Linked DNA regions of Rattus norvegicus: region 1 is linked to region 2. Evidence: chromatin contacts called from public Hi-C data. All regions are on one chromosome and are shown on one strand. The core of a region is the stretch at or near the end of the contact, and the rest is flanking DNA. Distances in the headings are between cores, read along the strand shown.

Region 1 (5,390 bases), core at 141-2,640, 67 kb before region 2:
ATTGTAGTGAAATTCCAAACAGCAGCGCAATCATTTTCTTAAATACAATTCTCAAACTTTTATCTATTGATGCAGGACAGCTGAATACAAGCAATGTTAGCTTCCATCAAGAAAGGCTTAGTGTTCGTTTTTTTTTGGCCCATGCACAGCAGAAACACTAAAGGAAAACCAGTGTGATTCATGTAACTGTTCCAGAAAGAGGAGAAGGGAGGGGGAGGACTCGGGAAGTTAGTGTTGCTTCTCAGAGAAGTCCTGACCTTTGTCACAAGCCTGAACCTAATGAATCGGAGAGAAAGAAACTAAGACTATCTCCCCTCCAGCCGCCACCCTACACCTGTGTCTGTCTCTGTCCTGGTCTACCCCGCTCCCCCTCCCTCCGGGGAGGGGGAGAATGGGGGAATGGGAGACCAGGACAGAGTGGGAGTCCTGGAGAGGCAGAGATTCAAATAAATGTAAAACAAGACGGTGCGATTTGCTGGGCAGCTACATCTAGAAATACAAGATACATCGAATGAAGCAACCCTTCATCATTTAACACATTACGCGCGTAAGATACACAGCAGTAACCTGCTTTATGCAGAATGTACACCTTCCCTGAATGTCCTAAGAACCTAAATACGACAGAAGACCCTAAATTTCTAAATGCATCCATCAAATTTCACTTTCAACATTTCTTGGGAACCTCTTGGGAAAGGGGAAACGACTTATTGGGAAATAAGTCTCCTCCTTAAAACCACTACGTTAAGTTTTTTTCTTTTTTCTTTTCTTTTTTTTTTTTTAAGCCTCAAACAGCAGACAGCAGCATTTAAGCTGATGGACACACTCAAGCTTGGAATGGTTTCTGTGGGTCAGAACTTTCTTTTCCAGACTAAAGCTGCAACCCTGAGACTTGCGCTCACCCGCTCAGAGGAAGAGATGACATGGTCCACCTCCGAAATAAGTTCGGGCATTAGGAAAACAGAGAGGCAAGAGAACTTCCATTGTGTCAAGGAAGCCTGTGCAGGAGATGGCCCAGCCGGCTTCCGTCCGTCTCGCCACACAGGGCCGGCGGGCGCTCAGAAGCCAGCCGGTTCCCATCAGGTCTTCCCCGCTCCCCGGCCGAGCCTCGGCCGCAGAGTCCGCAGAGTCCCGGGCCTTCGCCATCCCTCAGGCGGTGCTCCGGGACCCACGCCGGCCTTCCTCCCACTGCGCGCCCTGCCTGCCCATGCCTCGCCGCCTCCCTTACCTTCGCCTCCCGCCCCGGCCCCGCGGGCCTCCCGCCTCCCCGGCCTCCGCCTCACCACTCTCGGCCAGGAAGCCTTAGCCAAGCGCAGGGCCGGCTTCCTCAGGCAGCCGGCGGTCGCGCCGAGGAGCCCAGAGGTATACGCTGTAACTGCGGTTTCTCGCTTCTGCCTACCACCTCAAGGCTCCGCCCCGATACCCCTTCTGACCAATCAGCAACAGGCTCCAAGGGCCGGCTCCGCCCACTCCTCACCGCCCTCTGGACCTTCCGATCAGATGTTCAGGCAGAAAGAATCTAACCCAGAGAATATCGTTCCAGGCCCCCAGAGGACTTAACGCTGCCTCAGCCTTCCTGAAAGAAGAGAGGACAGTGCACGTGAGCATCACGAGCGCCGGGCACTAGACCCTAGTTGGTCTGCTGTTACCGTATGTGTTCAACACTGTGAGCACTCATAAGTTAGGCTGCTCTCCGAGCTCTCTTGGACCGACTTCCACCTGTGTAGCCCAGAGCGAAGAGATGGTTAGCTTTTAGGACACTTTCAGGACTCCGCTAAAACCAACTGTGTGTCTTTGAACAAATTACTTATTTCTCTAGGCCTCAAACCTCTGGTGGATAAAGCGGGGTTAATTATAGCAGCGTTCACTCCCTGTTGTTTTTTAATTATTGTTGTTGTTAATGGGTTTTGTTGTTGTTTGAGGATTAGGTAAAACACCGCATGAAAAGTAGTTGGCACAGAACCTGACCAAGTGATGTTGACTATAGCTTCTTTAAATTAGGGTTTTGTGTTGCAGATAAGAATTATCAAGTCCTGACTTGCTCAGGTTGGTATTAACGTGACGCGTTATTTTTGTCCTGCTAAAAGGGCTGTGCAGTTAAAAGTAGAAAACAAGCTAAAACCTGCTTACTGAAAACGCAGGGCTTTTCAGGGGAGCACTGAAAGGAATCTGGAGGTTGGTGTTATTCTGAGAATTCTTTTCCTCTAGAACTTTGGCATTTCCCACCCAGCTTTGTTTTTTGTTTTTGGTTTGTTTTGTTGTTGTTGATGTTGTTGTTGTTTTGGTTTTTGTTTTTTTCAACGATGGAAAATACCGCCAAAACCTGAAGCTAGAGGACGCTGCAACTGCTGGTCACCATCCTTAACTGGCTCTTGGTTGGATCTTGTCCTTAGTGCCCTTTGGCCTTCATTACTACTATGCAAATATGCAAGTCAAAAAGCTGGGCTGCAATCCTTAACCTAACGACCTCTACCAAACACAACTATCTGCAAACACGTCCCTCACTCATATCCCTGTGGGCTTGCAATGTCTCTTCAACCAAACCTTTCCCAATAACTTCTCCTTGGCCCATAAACATACTCAAGCATCTTTCTTAAGAAGAAAAGAAAAATATTTTCTTAAATTACTCCAACAGACGCTAATATCCCATAAACGTACAATAAATTATGAAATAGGCCAAGAGAACACAATACATAATCCAACTGAGAGGATAGCAAGATACAGAAAAAACTATATACAGAAACACCCGTTCAACTAACACTTTTTGAAAGATATAGTGGGCTATGCGGGTGCTCAGGAAGGTCAAAGGGATCAGATTCTGTTTTGTATTTTGATATAGGGGGTAGTGAGCCCCCAAATGTGGGTGCTAGGCATCAAACTTGGGTTCTCTGCAAAAGCAGTATGTGATCTGAACTTTGAGCCATCTCTCCAGCTCCTCAACTAACATGTTCTGAGTGATTAATTGGAGAGGTCCTCATTCTCAGTAATTGGCCATGTAGGTACTCTGCTAAGGGTAAAGCCGTGACCATAACACAGTTCACGTTCCCCAGAAGTTTGCACTTCCATGTCTACATTAGCCTGAAGTTTAATCTCTGTGAGAAAAATTGAGTTCTCTTTTAGGAAAGAAATCAGTTTGGGTTCTTACCTCAGACTAGCCGTCAAAATTTAATTCCAGGTGTATTTTATCTGTAGAGACATTTTGTTCCTATCCATAACTATTCTCCCCCAGAACTTCCATCCATGCACTTACATGAAGCTTGCTGGGCTTGGTCACACCGTGGTACTGTACTCACATGCTTCTGTGTGCTGTAATTATACTTTACTGATAATTCATAGCCGTCCCCTCTCTTTACATTGGTGAGACTCAATATAGACTTTTCTCTTTCTCTCAGCAATGCTCTAATTCAGCACAGTCACCATTACAGTTTTAAAAGTTGCCCCTGATTTGTCTAATGGGAGCCTCTCATGAAAATCCCTGGGTATGGTTGCCAGGCTCCCATGACCTTTGGAATATTTGCTTTCCGTCTTATATTCTCCCTCGTACCTCCGCTCCCGAACCCCTATAAACTACCACTCTGTTTTCTGTTTTCTTTCTAAGATTAATGTTTTAAAAACTCTACACCTGAACTCTTACAAGATTTTTATTTCTGGCATACTTCACTTACAGTGTCCTCCAGGTTCAGTGTGTTGCCACAAAGGACGTTCCTTGTTTATTAATTTATAGTTCTACGTTCAAAGTCAAGTAAATATTCTCGACCAGTCCTTGGGTCATCTCTTCGATGTTGTTTTTCTAACCTTCCAGAGTACTTTATTTGGATGTCATCCTATTTGTCTGTTTTGCTATTTTCCTAAGCTTTTGGGTTAAACAAAATAAAAATAAAAGTCACTGCCCAGGACAATGCCATGGGGCTTTTTACTTATGTTTTCTTCTACTAATTTTACCTTTAGGTGTTACATTTAGCTATTTAATCCAGTTTGAGTTGATTTTTAATACAGTGTGAAATAGCGATCTAATTTCCTTCATGAACAGTGGGTATTCAGTTTTTCCCATAACATTCATTAAACAGACTATCCTTTCCCCGGGATTTTTCTGAATAGTTAAGTCCTTCGGAAGTGGGTTTGTTTCTGCTCTTCTCTTTCTATTCCATGGTCTGTGTGTCTGCTTTTGTGCTGAAGGCATGCTGTTTTGATGACCACAGCTTTGTACCACTTGGAATCCTTTGTTCGTAGGACTACTTTTTCAGTAGTCCTCCCGCCTCACCTCCTGAGTGCTGGGTTTGCAGGGCTGAATCACCATACTCAACTCATTTTTTGGTTTCTCAAGACAGGGTTTCTTTGTGCAGTCTTCACTGTCCTGGAACTAGCTTTGTAGAACAGGCTAGCCTCCAATTCTAAGCATCTTAAGTTTGTGTTATTACAAGTAAGATTATGTTCTTGATCTCTTCTGAGGAGTCCTCTGTTAGAGAATAAAAGGACTATTGACTTTTTGTGTTGGTTACGTGGCAGTCAACGCTACTGAATTTCAGTGCTTCTAAGAGGTTTTCGGTGTTTTTCTGATCTGAGATCATATCACCTACAGGCATGACTTTTTAACTTCTTCCTTTCCCATCTGGATACCGGATACCATTTATGCCCTCCCCCCCTTTTTTTTGTCTCACCTAATTACTGTGTTATAATGTGTTGATAAATGGCAGAAGCATCCTCACCTTACCAGACACAAGAGGCTTTCAGTTTTTACAATTAACTGTTGACAGCTGACCTGTGAGGTACAATCCCTCTTGACCTGACATATTGAAAGCACATATTTATTTTCTGGCCCAGAGGATTCATTTCCAACATTGCCTGTCCAGTGCAATGTTGACTGTATAGGAAACCATGGTTTCATTTGGTATATAATGCAAAGAGTGTTTTCAGTTAGTTTTTTGGTGGTGGTGATGGTGGTAATGGTACCAGATTTATTGTTTGTTTTGTTTTGTTTTTCTTTCCTTTTTTCAGAGCTGGGGACCGAACCCAGGGCCTTGTGCTTGCTAGGCAAGTGCTCTACCACTGAGCTAAATCCCCAACCCCTAAGATTTATTGTTTGTTTGTTCACTGTAAGGCTCATTTCTAGCTAAACTATAATGAAATCACCACTCTTTCACACTGCATGTGAAAGTATACGTGAGTACGTTCCAGCAAAATGCCTCAGTGGACCTAACAAGCACTTAGGAAATGTTTATGCTCCAGGCCCTCTAGTTCCACTAACCTAGCATTAAGAACTGATAAAGAGCAATTTAAACAAGCAAGATAAAGATGGGCTTTGTGGGATGATGTCATACAGGTGAGGCAGGTACAAGATAGAATGAGGCCTGCCATTGGACGAGAAGGAAGGATGAGCAGGAGAAAAGTTTGAG
Region 2 (5,231 bases), core at 1,639-4,138:
TCCCTTACTCAGAAATTCCAAGGTGGGTGGCTCCAGAGGATGTCATCCAAGGTTGACCTCTGATCTCCACACGCATGTGCGTACACTCACACACACCACCTCCAACACATGCCCCCCCAACTCGTCTCCCTCCCTATTTCCTCTTAGGAGAGCTCCACTTCATGACAGACCCGTGTATCCGAACCGAAAAGAGCGAGAAGCACTGATCTTATCCTCCTACGCCGGAGTCTTGATGGTGAGGGAGAGAGCACTGCATGTGTACACACTTTGTGTCTTCTAAGATCGTTTGGTTCTAGTGCATACTTACATGGTTTTAATATTGCTTCTAAATGCCTTGGATTTCCTCACCGTAAAATGTATTATTTTAAATGTGTAATGAAAAATTCGACTGCCATACCATATCGCGAAAAATATTTATGGGAGATGAGAGGGGAGGGAATAAAAGGAGTAGAGGCAGTAGTGTCTGGAAAACTTGTCACTCATTAATTTAGAAATTATTATCTAGTTGCTGTGTTACCTCACACCATACTTGATCCACTAGAGCTGCCGTAACTTTGTTTTATAATAAAGAAAAGGCACGGTGTAGCGACACATTGTTTTTATTTCACAGAACAGTATTCCAATCGAAGAAGTCCTTAAAATTTATGGGGCCAATTCTTCTGCCAGTCCTGATTCTACCAAGGTAAGCATGACACGGGACTGTTGGTACCAGGGATGTATATGGGCCTGTTTACGGTATATGCTAAGCAAGTGCTCTACCACTGACATATATTCCAAGCTATAAACACAGATACATATGCACGCCTCTTTATGTGTATGTATCTGTGCGTGGTGTGTGTGTGTGCTGCTGGGGACACTGCTCAGAGTCCTGCACGTGCTAAGCATCCATTCTACCACTGAGCACAGTCCATAGCCCCAGAATGAGGTTATTCAGCATATACATTTAGGCTGTCAGATAAATAACAATTTTATGTCAAGAAGTCAAAACTGAGATACTGAGATTGCTTGGCAAGCAAAGACTCCTGTGGTCAATCCCCACTCTCTGATTCGATTCCTCAAACCTATGTAATGGAAGGAGAAAACCACTCCTGGAAGCTGCCCTCTGACCACACGGATACCTGTGCACACACAACTGCTCACCCCACCCCTGAATAAACAATTGTAGTTTTAATAAAGGTAAAAACCAGAAGCAACCACATCCTAATTGCGTCACACATGCTTATAAAATGCCCCCTTTTAAGTAGAGTAGCACATGCTGGTGCGTTTTGTGTAACCCCAGCACTTAGGTGAGGGAGGCAGGAGCATCAGGAGTTCAAGGTCATCCTTGGCAACATAGAGAATTCAGGCCAGCCTGGGCTACACGAGGTTCAGTATTTGAGAAAATAAAGTATTCTGGATGATTTTCAAGCAGTTCCATTTTCACAGCTTGAACACTCAGTAAGAATATAAAAACTGGGTGTGATCCCTTTACCACTGGAAACTTCTATGGGCCCGGTGGGTGGCAGGGGGTGGAGTGGGGCAGGAGTAAAGGGAGCTGAACCAGCACGTTCACTCCTGACCTGCTCACTGTCCCTTGCAATGTCTGATTTAAAAGGCTGTCAACTGCAGGGCCAGGGCCATGAACACAACCACAGGACAAGTGCCCAACCTGTTTCTTTTACCTATAGACGACAGTCTATAAGCAATGGGTCACAACCATAACAGTTTGGAAGGACTCAGAAAGAGGCCAGGGCAGGGTCAAGGCCATAGACACAGGACAGTTATTTAATTTCCTATTGTACCCACGGACCACAGTGTGTATGTAATGGCTCACAACCACGAAGCAGCTTTGAAGGATTCAGGAGGAGGCCAGGGCCAGAGACACAGGACCATTATTTATCCCCTGTTCTTCAGACTAGACTGTATGAGCAATGGGTCAGAGATGGTCAAGTGCCTACCTCGTCCACTTCCACAGCCAAGTGCTTACTAAGTCTTGTGGTTTTGAAACCAATTTCTGAGCACCTTGCTCTTGCTGAGATCCACATTCCCTCAGCTCCTGAGGAACTAGAGCTTGCTCCCTGACCACTGCATGGCGTATCGCTCCTTCTTTTGCTCTCTCACAGATTAGGCAGGGAGCAAGTTGGGCAAGGTGCCTTGTTTTCTATAGATCTTAGATTCTGTATCAAGACTTATCTTGACTGTGGCTCTTAAGAGACTAAGCAGTTTTCTGCTTGTTTGTTTTTTTGAAAGGCAAGTGAATGGCACATGACCTGATTTGATTTCTGTGATTTATTGATTGATCCATCGATTGATTGATTGATTGATCGATTTGTATGTGCGTTGGTGTTTTGACTGCATGTATGCCTGCAAGCTGTGAGCTGCCGTGTGGGTGCTGGGAATTGACCCCGGGTCTCCTGGAAAAGCAGCCAGTGCTCTTAACCACTGAGCCATCTCTCCATCCCCACCCCCCTCCCAAGCAGCTTTTGTTTTGTTTTGTTGTTGTTGTTGTTGTTGTTGTTGTTCTTAAGTTGAAGAAAGGCCTGCCTTTGTGGTGCTCTGCTTCCACACACTACTCTGCCCAGTGTCTGCCTGTTTGCTGCTGCTGCGTTCTCACTGCCCGCCTGTCTCCCCTCTCCTTCACCAAACACGCCCCAAACTGAGCCAGGCTCGCTATTTTTCCCTTAGATTTTCTCTTCTTCTAGCTTTGGAGATGTGTCAGTCACACTGTTTGGGCGATTGCGTCTCAGTCCCCACGCCTCATTCTGAAGGAGATTGTACTGTGACTTCCTGGTTTGGGGGGGGGGGCATCAGTCAGAGTTTGCAAATGTCAGTGTGTCTGAGCAACCGGGCTAAGTGCAGCCTGCATAATGGAGCTAAAACAGGAAGCCACGGCTGCTTACGTGCTTGTCCTCCGGATCACTCGTTCAGTCCTGCAAGAGCCTCTGCTCCGTAGTATGTAGCCGCGATCCTCAGAATCATACCAACAGTGGGACAGTTCAAAATGCCTCCCGACTGACAAATGTGTCCTAGGGACAAAATCACATCTGATAGAGACTCTAAGTATCTAAACATTAAATAGCTAATCAAATATGTATATTATTAGCAATGCAAACGTAACTTGTCTGGGGTAACTAATTCCCCCAAATGATTATGGTTTGAGGAAGCAATGCTAGCAGCCCCTACCCTCCCACCAGAGTTCGTACCACCCCCATGCAGTTGCAGACTGACTCCACCCACAAGCCACCGAGTATCCAGCAGGATCTCTCAGTGGCAATGTAACATTTCAAACATTAAACTATAGGACTATTTTAAAACAGCCTTTTGGGGTTTAACATCACTTTAAAAGTAGTGGTTTTAATTGTAAGTCTGAGTGGTTTACAGATGAAAGATGTTGTCAAAGGTTCTTTAATTACCATTTATATCGGAATGCCCTTTGATTCCTTCGGATAAAATGTCTCCGAAGCAACAACTGAAATCGTTTCTAAGCCAGAGTTTAAAACCAAGTGGAATACAAATCACATTAGGACGAATTTCCGGCATCTGGGAAGGACTTGTGGGAACTGTGCTTGGCCCGAAGACTTTCTCTGAGACTCTCCTCTGCCCCCTGGTGGTAGGAGAGCAGCAAGGCATATACTGTTTGCTATCAGTCTCAGGCTTGTTATAAATAACCAGTTTTTGTTAATAAGGAATTCAGGTTTTGCTTTGTTTTGTTTTGTTTTCCTGTTGAAGACTTGGACCCAGAAAAGTTCAGTTGAAGGCTTTACATAATTACAGGATATTTGCAACCGTGTCCAGATAATAAATATAAAATACCCAACTTGATTTAAACTGAAGAAAAAGCCTAAATATTCCTTAAACTTATAAAGCAATTGATAAAAACATTGTTCTGCCTCATTTGATGGAAGAAATGGGGGTCAAAGGGGAAAAAGGCAGAGAAAATAAAAGTGGGTGGAAGGAGATAAGGGTACTAAACAGAGAACCCCGAGACCTCAGCTCTCCTCTGTCTTGCCAAAGGGCATCACATTGTAAAAGCCTGCTTTGAGCCTGTCATGGTGGCACATGCAAGCCTGTAGTCCCAGCACTGAGGAGGCAGAGGTGGGTGGATCTCTGGGGGTTCCAGGCCAGCCCGATCTACAAAGGGAACCCAGGACAGCCAGGGCTCTGTTGCACAGAAGAAAACATATCTCAAAAATCAAAAGAAAAAAGCTGGCATTCACATCCATCCTAACTAACACTCAAATATCATGACTCCAGAGGCAAAGCAGACAGGGCCCAGACCCAGATCCACCCCTTTCAAGTTGGATGTCTCCTGTTGGGGTCCAGGAGTCTCCTCCCAAACCACACAAACACTGAACTCAGTCGGACAGGGATAGTTTATTAAGTATAATGTCCCAAGACTGATAGATCAGGGCCACAAATCCAGACTCAGGAGCTGGTTGCGACATTGAATTAAGATCCTACATGGCCTTTAAGCCTAAAATCCACAAACAGCCGTGTCAAGTTATTTCACCAATCATGATTTAGGGATAAGGGATTTAGGAACAAGTCCATTTATCCTGCTCCATCGGTTTCGGGATTCAACTCTGGCAGGAGACTTGTCTTGCCTAACATTCTTGTCTTAAGTCATCTACCGGGACGGGGCTTGTCTAACATTCATGTCTTAACTTGTCCACCAGGATGTCAGTTACCTATGTGCATGTCTTTTTCTGCCAACTAGGATGTCAGTTCTCAGGGAGTCTTGGGAACTTAAACTTTACTTGGCCACAACTCAGAATGGAGGTCTTATTCCAGATAGTTTCTTATATTGGTGCAGGGGTCTCTCTTATGTTAGGGTCCATCCCAGGGGCAGCTTGTAAAAGCAAACATCATAAAAGCTTCTATACATGTGCAGGAATTGCTGCTGAGTGGTTGGTTTGGGACCAAGCTTATTAGAAATGTAATGCAAAGGCAGGCAGGGATGCCTGGTGGGCCCATGCCAGGGTTATTCAGGGGAAGGGAGGGGAGTGAGGACCTGGAGAAGGGGTAGAGGTAGGCAGAGCCATGAGGGCAGAGGGCAGAGAAAGGTGGAGGGCTGAGGAGGACAGAAAGAGAGGCTGTCTGGGGACACCTGGGACAGAAAGAAAGAGACAGAGAGATATCTGGGGTAACAAGCAATCTTCGTATATGCCACCCAATGCAACTCCACACCTGGTGGCAGGTGATGATGTAAGCTGTTGCTAGGTCCTTGGGAGGAATCTAGCACAATTGCCTTT

The links. Hi-C and Micro-C count contacts between places; a contact is called where the count stands out from the background.
Region 1: a Hi-C map of liver shows a contact between it and region 2, with 3 times the contacts expected there. The contact joins the promoter of Pikfyve here to the enhancer-like site in region 2. A contact is called at or near these places in 12 of 12 Hi-C or Micro-C datasets (the A7r5 cell line, the Rat2 cell line, Schwann cells and 7 more) and 1 of 1 datasets of contacts at active chromatin or transcription factors (oligodendrocytes).

Annotation. Positions count from the first base shown.
Region 1 is chr9:74,053,514-74,058,903 of GRCr8, reverse strand. Pikfyve (phosphoinositide kinase, FYVE-type zinc finger containing) reads right to left here and starts at 1,390. Exons shown (of 42, transcript NM_001427277.1): 1 at 1,226-1,390. It also overlaps a transcript of Idh1 not described here.
Region 2 is chr9:73,988,513-73,993,743 of GRCr8, reverse strand. It overlaps a transcript of Cryga not described here. Among named protein-coding and RNA genes, the nearest start is that of Cryga, 13 kb to the right of the region's middle. Within about 2 kb of position 2,888, at least 28 of the 93 cell types and tissues checked have an H3K27ac peak or open chromatin away from gene starts, as enhancers often do. A contact at or near this core is called in the A7r5 cell line, Schwann cells and liver, where this site is marked.